3 separate regions of the Mus musculus genome follow, and regions 2 and 3 are each linked to region 1. Evidence: chromatin contacts called from public promoter capture Hi-C data. All regions are on one chromosome and are shown on one strand. The core of a region is the stretch at or near the end of the contact, and the rest is flanking DNA. Distances in the headings are between cores, read along the strand shown. Region 1 holds the start of Pold1 (polymerase (DNA directed), delta 1, catalytic subunit). Region 2 holds the start of Tsks (testis-specific serine kinase substrate). Region 3 has its middle 8.6 kb from the start of Gm18905.

Region 1 (4,165 bases), core at 430-2,929:
ATCCCTCCATCACCAGGTCAGGAAGCATGCGCGCGCGCGCGCGCACACACACACACACACACACACACACACACACACAGCTCCGGAAGGAGGCGGGGGAAGCAGTGGAGCTGGCTCCCACAGACCAGAGTGGGAAGGCGGTGCTATGACAAACAGTAGCTTCGCCAGTAAGTCACTCACAACATACCTCCCAGATATAAGCCAATCCATACTGGATCTGCCATTACCCATAATCCAAGCTGTATGCCTCAAAGGCAAATTCAAAGCCAAGTCTGAGCTAGAAAGCCTGAGTCTCAAAAGCCAGTAGAGGTCTGGGGGTTTAACTCAGCAGGGCTCAATACTGAGTCCCACCCCAACCCCTCACTGAGGGATTCTAGGCTGTACCACTAACTACATCCTGGCTCTCTTATTCATTTTGAGACATCATCTCACCAAGCTGCCCTAGCAGGCTTAGAACATGCCATCCTCCTGCCTCCAAAGGCTGAACAATTGTTTCATGTCACCTCTCCCAGGGCTGCCAGATCCAAGGATTCCTGTACCTCTCCTGGAGGGGTGGCCCCTTAAGCTCCTCCACTCCCACAAACTGCTTCTGTCACCTCAGTCTCCCCTTTTCCCGGACAGGGATGTTCTTGGAGGCACAACGTTCCCATTCCCCTCAGGACAGTCAGACCCAGGTGCAAGCCCCACTCGCTAGAGGGATGCTCTCTGAAGCTGCAGCATCCTGCAGGACAGCTGTCTTCACTCCCACTCCCGCTGTGGTGATGGTGGCACACTAAAACAGTAACCATTCATTTTCCCCAGGGTACCTCACACACTGCCAGCTTCACACCTGGCTCCTCCCCTGGGACCCTGCAGTGACAGTTGCTCTGGGACTGTGGGATATGTCTCACCTCCCCCACCAAACACCAAACTGGGTAAGCAGACTGTCCCATCTAGTATCAATTTGCTTGTTCTATTTAGTATATAAAGCATCACATGGGGCCCGATGTGACAGCGGAATGGATATTTGAGCTTGTTGGCCAAGCTGAACAGCCTGAGTTAGATCTTAGGGAATCCACATAGCGGAAAGAGACAACGCCACAAAGTTGTCCTCAGATCTCCACGTGCGCATCATAGCGCACGCACTAAGAAAAAAAGAAAAGGCTCTAAGGCATTACTTTTCCTCCCATTCCTACTTTTTAAAAAAAATTTGGGGTTTTGAGGCAGGGTTTCTCTTGTGTATCCCTGGTTATCCTGGATCTCACTCTGTAAACTAAACTAGCCTCAAACTCGGAGATCCGCTTGTCTCTGCCTCACGAGTGCGGGGGATAAAAGTGCGCCACTATTCCCGGCTCATTCCTACTTCTTGCTGGACTTTCTGATACCGTCGCCTTGTCTCTCGAACAGCGGAACAGGCACCAACGCCCTGCACCTCCGGCCCCTCCCTCCTGGCTAGCGTGCACGCCGCTGAGCCCACACCCGGACAGTCCAGCGCACCCCAGGTCCTAAGCTCCAGGGGATCTGTCCTTTGCATTGCCAGCCTTGCTCTATCCTTCCCCCAGCTGCAGACATTCTGCGAGCACTCTGCTCGAGGCGTCAGCTGCGCGACCGAGCGCCCCATACTCTTCTTCCTTACTTACCGCCTCAAACAGCTTTTCCCGCCACAAGATACGCCGCCGTGACCCCTGAACCCTCTGCGCGCAGGCCCAGAGCTGCGGCGCGCCCGCTGGGTCCCGCCCCTAGCCCGCTTGGGCGATCAAACCACGTCCCACTCTGGAGGACCCACAACCACGCCTCTCGCAAGTGGCCCCGCCCCATGACGCTAACGGAACAAGGACACGCCCCCAGCATCCTGGCTCTTAGGGGTTTGGCCTGCGGTCCCCGAGCGCCCACTGCAGGAGCGTTAGAAGACTGCCACAGTGGATGCTACCCTGATGCTTTGCTAGAAGCAAGCTTCTTTTCTGTTTTCCTCAGAGTCCCTACACGCCCAGGTTCTTGTATAACTTCTGTTGCCCCACAAATCATTTCCTGACTTATGACACTCATGGCCAGATGCAGTCCTCAGCTTTTGAAAACCTGGCCCTAAGAAGTGTTCTTTTGGGCTGGTGAGATGGCTCAGTGGGTAAGAGCACCCGACTGCTCTTCCAAAGGTCCGGAGTTCAAATCCCAGCAACCACATGGTGGCTCACAACCACCCATAATGAGATCTGATGCCCTCTTCTGGTGTGTCTGAAGACAGCTACAGTGTACTTACATATAATAATAAAATAAATAAAATTAAAAAAAAAAAAAAAAAAAAAAAGAAGTGTTCTTTTGAGACCCTCCTCTTAAAGTTCCTCTCCTTTTCCACTGGCCTCCATCCGCCTTAGTGTCTCAAACTATGCTGTATGAAGATAACCTGTCTTCGGCGGAGCGACCCCTACCCCTGTGGCCTGAACCTAGACCAAGCGCAGTCACCTGGGCAGAGAGATGGCCCACCCTCTCCACACTGGGCTCAGGAATGGCTTGTACTCAAACTTTATTTTTGTTTTTTTATTAAATAAAAGGGGCAGAAGAGAGGGCCTGTGGTCTCCCAACTGTGGGGGGCCACCTGCCCTAACCTCTCTCCACTCAAGGTGCATGGTGTGGTAGGCTGAGGTGTAAGCGTGGGTGGGAGGGCAGCTGGGAACGGTCAGAGGCTAGGACCTGTGACCCTCACCACTCTTGGAAGACTCAATGGGTGGGGTGGGGCCTTCTAGTGCCAACTGCCGCTGAGTTTGAGGCTGAGCCCGAGGGACTGGGCCGTGACAATGTCCTCCCACCCCAGGAGGAGAGGTGAAGAGTCCATCTTCAAGAAGACACCACCAAGGCTGGGGCACTTGTGGCTGCCCCTACTCGTGCACATCCCAGATCTCGGACAGCAAGGGCGGCAGCTTCTTGTCCTGGAGTCGCAATGCAAAGACCTGCTCCGAGTGCACGGAGCTGAGGGTGCGCAGGCTCACCAGCTTCATGAGCATGCGTGGGAAGCGGAGCTGGTCCTGCAGGGAGAGGAGGCAAGTCGGTCCTGCTGGGGCCCTGTCCTGCAAAGCCAGCTTTGTCTGGAAAGCCAGCACCCTGAGTGGTCAGGCCCCAGGCTCAGTGTGCCCAACATGTGCCACTGGACCCCAATACTGAGACTGCTCATATACAACAGGCAGCTCCCGTACCTGTGGGCGCTTGATCCTCGTGTAGGAGAGGAGCGCCTCCACGTAGGGCTGCTGCAGGGCCTCCACACGGCTGGGCTCCTGCACATTAGGCCGATCGGCTGAGAAGATGTTGATGGCGATAAGCAAGGCATACTCTGCATCGTCCAGGCCCAGCCGCCGCATGGCCCGCGAGAACTCGAAGATGGGATTGATGAATTCCACCTGCAAGCCTGCAAGAGCAGCCCCAGCCCAGCTTCACACCGGACCCTGGTCCCAGGGCACTCAAAGGGGAAGGAAGGACAGCCTGTGACAGTTACTCCGGCTTCCGCCCCACACAGACCCTGTGAGTGCCTCTTACACGATGCATCTGGCCTCGCTAAACATGATCTTTCCTTGCCAGTGCCTGCCTGGCCTGGAGGGCCAACGGGGCAGAAACCCCAGGACCAAGTCAGTGCCTTCCACAGACCTGCACGGTGGAAGTCGTCCTTGCTGTAGGTGAAGTCCTTCAGGAACGTGATGCATTCTGTCTCGTGGTTGTAGCGTCTGGCTGTTTCTAGCAACATGATCTGGAGGTGACAAGGTACAGGGCTCTTCAGCTGCCCCAGAGTCAAATGTGCCAAGACCAGCAGGCTGCCACCCTTCTGCCAGGTAAGACATTCTTAACTTTCCTTCCTTCAACTCTATCACCCACTGCCCCATCCAAGGCCACTAACCCCACATTACCGTGAGGCCCAGGCTAGAGGTTTAATTCTTAGCATTCAGAACTCTGCACACAGTTAACTCTCAATACTTCATTATCCTTGATTTGGCTCCAATATCCATTCCTTTGGAGTCTTTGGGTCATTTTCCTGTTTAACAGCCCATCTGATATCCTCCGTTATTCTCTACCTCAGCCCATTTCCCTTTTCTCCCTGGCTGGCTCTCTGGAGGCTCCAGATACCTTGTTGGATGGGACCCTGCAGCTGACTACACCCCACAAGGGTCAGGACATGCCTGTACCATGTTCAGCTCTGGTCTCGTCC
Region 2 (4,165 bases), core at 636-3,135, 390 kb after region 1:
CCTGCCTCCGCCTCCCAGTGCTGGGATGGAACCCAGAGCTTCCTGGAAGAGCCTGAGCAGGGACTCTGTCAGCTGAGCCACAGCTGCAGCCTTTCTGAGCTTTTTGTTCCATTTGATATAAAGTTTAACTCAGCCTGTGCTAGGCTGGAACTCAACAAAGCTGAGGCCACTCTTGAACTTTATAAACCAAGACTGGCTTCCATTTTTGTTTTTGAGAATTGATCCTGTGGAGCTCAGACTGGACCCAGACTTGCTGTGTGCCCAGGGCCAACCTTAAACTCTTGCTCTTCCTGACTCCACCTCCCAAGTATGGGGCTGTAGGCCTAAGATACCAGTATTCCTGTGTGTGTACACATACATGCTCTGTGGTTTTCATTGTTGTTTGTTTGTTTGCTCCCTGATTTGGGCAGCAAACCCCAGGGACCTGCCCGTCTGTTCCTCCCTAGTCCTGGGAATACAAACACATCACAATGTTTAGCTTTTCTCTTTGAAATGTGGGTCCAGGGAGATTGAACTCAGCGTGGCAGGCACCTCTACACACTGCGCAATCTCCTAGCCCTAGATATTCATTCTCTCCCCCACCTCTTTCTTTCTTTCTTTCTTTCTCTTTCTTTCTTTCTTTCTTTCTTTCTTTCTTTTTTTGGTTATTTGTTTCTTGGGTTTTCTGGGTGTTTGTTTGTTTGTTTGTTTTCGAGACAGGGTTTCTCTGTGTAGACCAGGCTGGCCTCGAACTCAGAAATCTGCCTGCCTCTGCCTCCGGAGTGCTGGGATTAAAGGTGTGCACCACCATGCCCAGCACGGTTTTCTGGCTTTTTGAGACAGGATTATACTCTGCATAGCTCTGGCTGTCCTGGAACTCACTCCATAGACCAGGCTGCCTTTGAACTGGGAGATCTACCTGCTTCTGTCTCTGAGTGCTGGGACTAAAGGCATGTACCACTACCACCCAGTTATTTATTTTTATTTTTTTTGAGATTTCATTATTTTTGTTTCATGTATATGAGTGTTTGGCTTGCATATATGTCTGTGTACCACCTTGTATACCTGGTGCTCTTAGAGGCCAGAAGAGGTCATCAGAGTCCCAAATACTCTGTGACTAGAGTTATAGATGTTTGTGAGCTGTCATTTGAGACTGGGGATTGAATTCTAGGAATTCTAGAAGAGCAGCAAGTACTCTTGAAACACGGAGCCAATGATACAGGACGCTGGATTCTTTTCTTAATAGGTAAAATTACTGGGTGCTGTTGTACATGCCTTTAGTCCCAGCACTTGGGAGGCAGAGGCAGGCGATTTCTGAGTTCGAGGCCAGCCTGGTCTACAAAGTGAGTTCCAGGACAGCCAGGGCTACACAGAGAAACCCTGTCTCGAAAAACCAAAACAAACAAACAAACAAACAAAAAGTAAAGTTCACAGACAGTATGAAGGCTAAATCCCAACCACATGTTGAGAAGCTGTGAGGACATATTGCCATGATTTCTCCTGACTCTCTCTGTGGCATGGCTGATGCTGGGATCTTTTTGTTTGAGTGTCTCTCTTCTCAACTCTGCCTCCCAGATGCTCACAGAGCACTAAGTCCTTCAGGGAAGGGCTTGGAAATAATCCCATTCTGTCTCTCAGATCCTAGGCAAGGCACGAAGCAAGATAGATGATCTGGGACTGGATCCCAAAGCTGGCTGCAGGGTTAGAACCCAGTCCACCGTGTGCTCTAGACTGGAATGAGAGAGCTGTACAATCAAAGCCAGGGCCGGAAGAGTCCACTGAGGTCTACAGGGGACAGCCAAGCCAGCACCTATTCTCCCCCTTACCCCTCTCTGTGACCCAGTGGTTAGGCCCTTTGTGACCCAGGCCAGGAGCTAGGGGACCCTGAGCGCCGGGGGGGGAGGGCAGAGTAGATGGTGAGTCTCCCCCTGGGAGCAGGCCCCCCGCACCATGGCAAGCGTGGTGGTGAAGACAATCTGGCAATCCAAAGAGATCCACGAAGCGGGGGACCCACCTGCGGGGGTAGAAAGCCGTGCCCAGCTGGTCCCCGAGGCTCCCGGGGGGGTGACCAGCCCTGCCAAAGGGATAACGAAAAAAAAGAAGGCTGTGTCCTTCCATGGGTGGGTTTCCTGCACCCTGTTGGTGACAACATGGCCTACAGCAAAGCATGGATGCTTAGGGCAAGAAGGGACGAAGAAGAGGGCATTACGGAGGTGGTAGGGAAAAAAGGTGGGGGGTTGAAGGGAGAGTCAGGAGAAGTGATGGAAGGAATCAGGAGAGGGTTGGGGGTGGGGGTGGGGGCGAGGCTGGAAGGCAACAGGGAAATGGTAGGTAAAGGAATCAAGGAAGCAGGAGGTCAATGGCTTCAGAGGGTGCAGGAGCTGTGTTGAGGACATAAGGCCCGCTCCTCCGGTCCCCCCTTCCCACTGTCTCCTGGGTCATCTGCAGGGTGGAGCCCCGGATGTCCCACGAGCCGATGCACTGGTGCCTGAACCTCAAGCGGTCCTCTGCCTGCACCAACGTGTCCTTGCTCAACCTGGCTGCCGTGGAGCCCGACTCCTCGGGCACAGACTCGACCACAGAGGACAGTGGTCCACTGGCACTGCCAGGGCCACCTGCTTCCCCTACAACACCCTGGGCTCCAGAGGACCCTGACATCACAGAACTACTGGTGAGCAGCTGACACGGGGTGGGCCACAGTCTACTCACTGGAGGTAGGCAGATCAGAGGAGGGGAGTCAATCTAGTTTAGAAGAAGTTATAGTCCCTGAGACCAGAAGACAGGCTTTAATAACGGTATCTATCAGGAAAGGTCTCCTGGGGGTAGGGGTATAGCTCAGAGGTTGAGCACTTGGCTAGCCAATGCAAGCCCTCGGTTTCATCCTAAAGAACACTAGAGAGAACACACTGGGCCATGGCCCCAGGCCCTTACTGGAGGGTTCTAGGCAAGTTCTACCACTGTGCCACGCCAAGCTTGTCCTTTATCTTTAGACAGGGTCTTACTCCTTAGTGCAGTCCAGCCTTGAATTTGCAGGCCTCCTGCCCCAGCCTTCCAAGTAGCTGGGAGGAGAGGCCTGAATGCACACCCCCAGCTTGATAATTGATAAATATTCCCCGGAAAGCCTAAGATGAGATGTCAGGAGGAGGAACAACTCCAAACTGTCACCTCAGCTGCTTGAGGCCTTACTTTTGTTGTTGACTTTGTTTTTGAGGCAGGGTCTTACTATGTAGCTCTGGCTGGTCTGGAATTCTCTCTGTAGATCAGACTGGCCTAGAACTCACAGAGATCCTCCTGCCTCTGCCACTGGCTGGAATTAAAGACATGCAGCAGCATACTAAGGTTTGAGGCTTCTGTGTAGGGAAAAAAAAAAAAAGAATTGGAACTAGTGGGTTTATACGGTTGAGCTAGAGATTTCTTTTTGTTTGTTTGCTGCCAAAATTCCATTTAATAGATAGCAATCATACACATTTCTATAGCACTTTATATTTTGAAAATTGCCTTTGAAATACCATCTTAATTGATTCTTTTTTTAAATACTTTTTATTAGGTATTTTCCTCATTTACATTTCCAATGCTATCTCAAAAGTCTCCCATACCCTCCCACCCACTCCCCTACCCACCCACTCCCACTTTTTGGCCCTGGCGTTCCCCTGTACTGGGGCATATAAAGTTTACAAGTCCAATGGGCCTCTCTTTCCAGTGATGGCTGACTAGGCCATCTTTTGATACATATGCAGCTAGAGTCAAGAGCTCCAGGGTACTGGTTAGTTCATATTGTTGTTCCACCTATAGGGTTGCAGATCCCTTTAGCTCCTTGGGCACTTTCTCTAGCTCCTCCATTGGGGGCCCTGTGATCCATCCAATAGCTGACTGTGAGCATCCACTTCTGTGTTTGCTAGGCCCCGGCATAGTCTCCCAAGAGACAGCTATATCTGGGTCCTTTCAGCAAAATCTTGCTAGTGTATGCAATGGTGTCAGCGTTTGGAAGCTGATTATGGGATGGAACCCTGGATATGGCAGGCTCTAGATGGCCTGTCCTTTCGATACAGCTCCAAACTTTGTCTCTGTAACTCCTTCCATGGGTGTTTTGTTCCCAATTCTAAGAAGGGGCAAAGTGTCCACACTTTGGTCTTCGTTCTTCTTGAGTTTCATGCGTTTAGCAAATTGTATCTTATATCTTGGGGAG
Region 3 (4,165 bases), core at 872-3,371, 270 kb before region 1:
CTTTCCTCAGAGCCCACATCCCAAGACCATCACCAGGATTCCATGACGCAGAACATCTTACACAGTGACTGTAGCAGGGTACAAAATGGCTGTTCTGCTTCTTCTGTGCAATGTCACTTTACAGGTCTTCCCTTGAAAAGGCAAGCCCTGTCCTTCAAGCCTGGATTCTGGACAGCCTTGAAACTTGCCATACCCAGTAGCATGAAGCAGAAGTCACCAATTCCCACTTGTCACCTTGCCTCTCACTTGTAAACCCCTCTCTAGTGGGCCTGGGAGAAGCTCAGTCACTACAGTACTGCCGTGTAAAACACAGCGACCTGAGTTCAATCCCTAGAACCCACATTAGAAAGCTCAGATGTGATTTTGCACATTTGTAATCTCAGTCTCAGGGAGGCAGAGACAGATAGATCCCACAGACTCTCTGGCCAGCAATCCTAGTCTATTTGGTGAGTTCCTGACCTGTGAGAGACACTGTCTAAAAAGTTAGGTTTATGGCACCTGAGGAGTAAGATCTAAGCTGTCCTTAGATCCACACTCACACAGTCACACTCACACACACACACACACACACACACACACACACGGAGAGAGAGAGAGAGAGAGAGAGAGAGAGAGAGAGAGAGAGAGAGAGAGGCATACACACAAAGCAAGTATGTGGGAGAATGGAAACTCTATGGCTTAGTCAGTGTGCTCATCCCAGACAATAGCCAACTGCTCCTCAGAACAGCATGAGAGAGTCTAACTGCGATGGGAAAAATGCTCAGCTGATCCCAACCCAAACTGCTGAGCTGCAGAAATCATAAGAGGTTTTTTTGGTCTTTGGATTTACTTAAATAACATGTGTGATGGTTTGTATATGCTTGGCCCAGGGAGTGGAACAATTAGGAGGTGTGGCCTTGTTGGAGGATATGTGTCACTGTGGGGATGGGCTTTGAGATCCTCATCCTAGATGCATGGAAGCCAATATTCTCCTGTTTGCCTTTGGACCAAGATGTAGAACTCTCAGCTCTTCCATGCCTGCCTGGATGCTGCCATGCTCCTGTCTTGATGATAATGGACTGAATATCTGAACCTGTAGGCCAGCCCCAATGAAATGTTGTCCTTAATAAGAGCTGTCTTGGTCATGGTGTCCGTTCACAGAAATAAAACCCTAAGACAATGTGCATGAGTGTTTTGTTTGCATGTATGACTAAGCTTGGTTCTAGCAGAGAAGAGGGTGCCGGATCCCCTGCAACTGTATGGACAGTTGTACATTAGCACATGGGTGCTGGGAATCAAAATCAGATCTACTGTAAGAGCTACCAGTGCTCTTAATCACTGAGCCAACTCTCCAGCCCCATGTGGGTTCTGTTTTTTAAATGCCTTTACACTTGAAAGGGGATGTTCATCAATTAGCAAAAACTGGCTAATACATTCCATTTCTAGTCAAACTAAAGAAGGGTGGACAGAGCTCTCGCATTTAGTCCCTTTGAGGAAGTTACATTGCATACTTAACAGACTATTGCCCAAATTTCAGTCACATGGCTATATATAGTTGCAAAGGATACTGGGAAATGTAGTTTTGTTTTCACTATTCACCATTTGGGAAATAGATGCTGTGCCAATACTAAGAAGGCTTCTGAGGGTGGATTGCTGGGAGGACTTAATAGTGGTAGAAGCTTGTCTCAGAAGTTAATGTATTTGTTTACAGACTATGAAGGTGGACTTCTAGTTTGAACTGTAAGGTTTCTACCCTCTGCTGGGGTATTGGCCTCAGGGACAGGATGACTGATAAAACCCTTTTCCCCAAACACTCTAGCCAGGGCAGAAGATAGAGACTGAAAATTTTACTGCTGGAAATCTCTGCCGATGAAGACATAGAGGAAGGGGTTGAGGCAGCCCAAGGCGAAGACAGCCATGAGATGAGCTCTGTCTTGGGATAGTGAGGCTGCTGTAAAGACATCAGAAGCACTGACTTCACCAAGAGCACCACCTTCAAAGGGAACCAGAAGATGAGGAAGGTGCTTACAACCACCAGCAGCAGCTTCTTGAACCGCCTTGCATGCACCCAGCCCTTCGTCCGAAGCCTGGACCGGATGCAATGGGCACAGACGCTGATGACAGTCAAGAGTACTAGGAAGCCAAGCAGCAAGTGGGTGATGGCTATTGCTGTCTGTTGCTTAGCAACCATTGCACTCCAATCCTGCCCTGTCTCTTTCTCTGAATTGAAGTGGAAGTAGCAACATTCACAGCCATATAATTTCCCAGTAGTTCAGAACTTCAAGTATAGAGAGCAGGCAGCAGCTTCCAGCAGCCACACCACCATGGACAGCCATGTGGCTCGCTGCACCGTTCTGTGGTTTCTGGCCCACACACGGTGCAGGACCAAGATGCAGGGATCCACAAAAATGATCCACAGCAAATAGATGCTGATGAAGAAAGTGGGAACCAGAAAGGCCATGCAGAGTTTACAGATCAAGTTAGCAGAAGGCCACCAGCCATGGACTATGATACACATGGAAATGGGCACAGACAAGAGGACAGTAAAGTCAGCCAGGGCCAGGCTGAAGAACCAGATCATAGGGACAGTGTGAGCCATGCAGAACACAGCATCACACAGCCATCCACAGCACCAGCTCGTTGCCCAGGACTCCAACAACACAGGACACAAACAGGACAGTGATGGTGAGCTAGCAGAGATACCACACCTCCACAGGCTGGCATTTCTTGCAGGAGAAGAAAAACCACATGTCAGAGCCACCAATGACATCTCACTAAAATTCATGCCCCCACTCCCCAAGACAAAGCCATTCATATCTTCACATTGTATGTGTGGGGGTGAGGGTTAGGGGTTCCTGCCTTGTAGGTAAGGTCTCTACCACATAGCCACACCCAAGCCCCTCACTGGAGGTTTCTAGGCAATAAGGCACAAGAAATGACTAGCCAGGGGATCATAGGATACTGAAACAGTGAAAGTAATTAAGTGGAAATTCAGAAAGCTCAAAAAGCAATTGGAATTGTTTACATTTTACAGACTGGGGATGAAATTAATGACTTTGAAGACAAGTCAATAGATATGATCCAACTGAAGGAAGAGAAACCATGAAAGAAAATCAAGTAGAGTCTCAGGACATACACATGTTATTCTAGCTGCTCAGGAGGCTGAGGCAGGAGAGTCACAGGTAAAGATCTGCTTGGCCTGCAGAATAAAGTTAAGGCTAGGCCAGCCCAGGGAGCTTAGTGAGACCTATATCAAGGTAGATGTGAGAACAAAGCAGGACATGTGGGTCAGGAGCTGCCCCTGCCTAGGATATCCCACTGAAGGGCAGGGGTGTGTTTTGGGGACACCCCTACCTAGAATTCCCCAGTAGGGACTGGGGTGTGACTCAACCATAGAAGGCTTGTGTGAGGCCCAGAGTTCAAGTCCCCAGAACAACAACAAAACAAAACAGATAAATACATAAATAAATAAACAAGCGGATCGGGAGAAACTCTGTGAGACTACTCTACTCTAAAAGCATATTCATCCAGATGTGGTATACATCTGTAATCCTGAATTACAGATTGGGGGGGTGGAGTATTACAAAAGCATAGTATTTTAAGGCTAACCTTCAGATGGGACACGCATTCCTAGAAATACTGACCTCAAATTTACTGAATGAAGTGGAAGTCATGAATTTACAGATACCCATATCGACTCCCAGTCTGGAGGCAGCTGTGGCACTGGGGCAGAACGAGTTTGTCACCACAGGTTACACCATGCCAGGTGGGGAGAGGGCTATAAGACAGAACAGGTCTGTAGACACAGCATGTTTGGTGAAATGTTTGCTGCCCAGTTATGGGGACCTGAGTTTACTCTCTGACACCCACACAAAAGCCTTGGCTGGGCAGTGCATCTTTCTAATCCCATTGTTGGGAGACAGAGACAGGAGGATCCCTGGGCCTCACAGGACAGACACTCTAGGCAACTCAATCCCGGGACAATGAGAAAGCCCTGTGAAAGTCAGACATCTGAGCAAGGACAGCCAGCCTCACCCTCTGACTCTGACCGTGCAGAGGAGTGGACCCTGCTCTCTGGATACAGTAGACAAACATTTTCTTACTAAGTCCCAGTACGTGGTTTTTGTTTTTTGTTTTGTTTTGTTTTGTTTTGTTTTTTAAGTCTATGTCTTCTATGCTCAAACTG

Evidence for each region. Promoter capture Hi-C pulls out the DNA fragments that hold promoters and counts their contacts.
Region 2: a contact with region 1 is called in a promoter capture Hi-C map of embryonic stem cells. The contact joins the promoter of Tsks here to the promoter of Pold1 in region 1. A contact is called at or near these places in 4 of 39 promoter capture datasets (the 3T3-L1 cell line, embryonic stem cells, pre-B cells and 1 more), 1 of 484 Hi-C or Micro-C datasets (embryonic stem cells), 1 of 115 datasets of contacts at active chromatin or transcription factors (embryonic stem cells) and 1 of 9 other capture datasets (embryonic stem cells).
Region 3: a contact with region 1 is called in a promoter capture Hi-C map of hippocampal neurons, with 1.6 times the contacts expected there. The contact joins the enhancer-like site here to the promoter of Pold1 in region 1. A contact is called at or near these places in 17 of 39 promoter capture datasets (the 3T3-L1 cell line, the C10 cell line, the HPC-7 cell line and 10 more), 1 of 15 datasets of contacts at CTCF or cohesin (large pre-B cells), 2 of 484 Hi-C or Micro-C datasets (ECoMG-derived neutrophils and embryonic stem cells), 11 of 115 datasets of contacts at active chromatin or transcription factors (the 230-238 cell line, acute myeloid leukemia, bone marrow-derived macrophages and 5 more) and 3 of 9 other capture datasets (adipose tissue, liver and macrophages).

Annotation. Positions count from the first base shown.
Region 1 is chr7:44,547,136-44,551,300 of GRCm38.p6, forward strand. Pold1 (polymerase (DNA directed), delta 1, catalytic subunit) reads right to left here and starts at 1,680. Exons shown (of 27, transcript NM_011131.3): 1 at 1,620-1,680. It overlaps Nr1h2 (nuclear receptor subfamily 1, group H, member 2), which reads right to left. Exons shown (of 10, transcript NM_001285517.1): 8 at 3,610-3,709; 9 at 3,165-3,373; 10 at 2,481-2,996. The coding sequence ends at 2,850.
Region 2 is chr7:44,941,355-44,945,519 of GRCm38.p6, forward strand. Tsks (testis-specific serine kinase substrate) reads left to right here and starts at 1,886. Exons shown (of 11, transcript NM_011651.2): 1 at 1,886-2,099; 2 at 2,428-2,650. The coding sequence starts at 1,930.
Region 3 is chr7:44,279,645-44,283,809 of GRCm38.p6, forward strand. It overlaps the pseudogene Gm18307. Among named protein-coding and RNA genes, the nearest start is that of Gm18905, 8.6 kb to the left of the region's middle. Within about 2 kb of position 2,122, at least 13 of the 459 cell types and tissues checked have an H3K27ac peak or open chromatin away from gene starts, as enhancers often do. A contact at or near this core is called in hippocampal neurons, where this site is marked.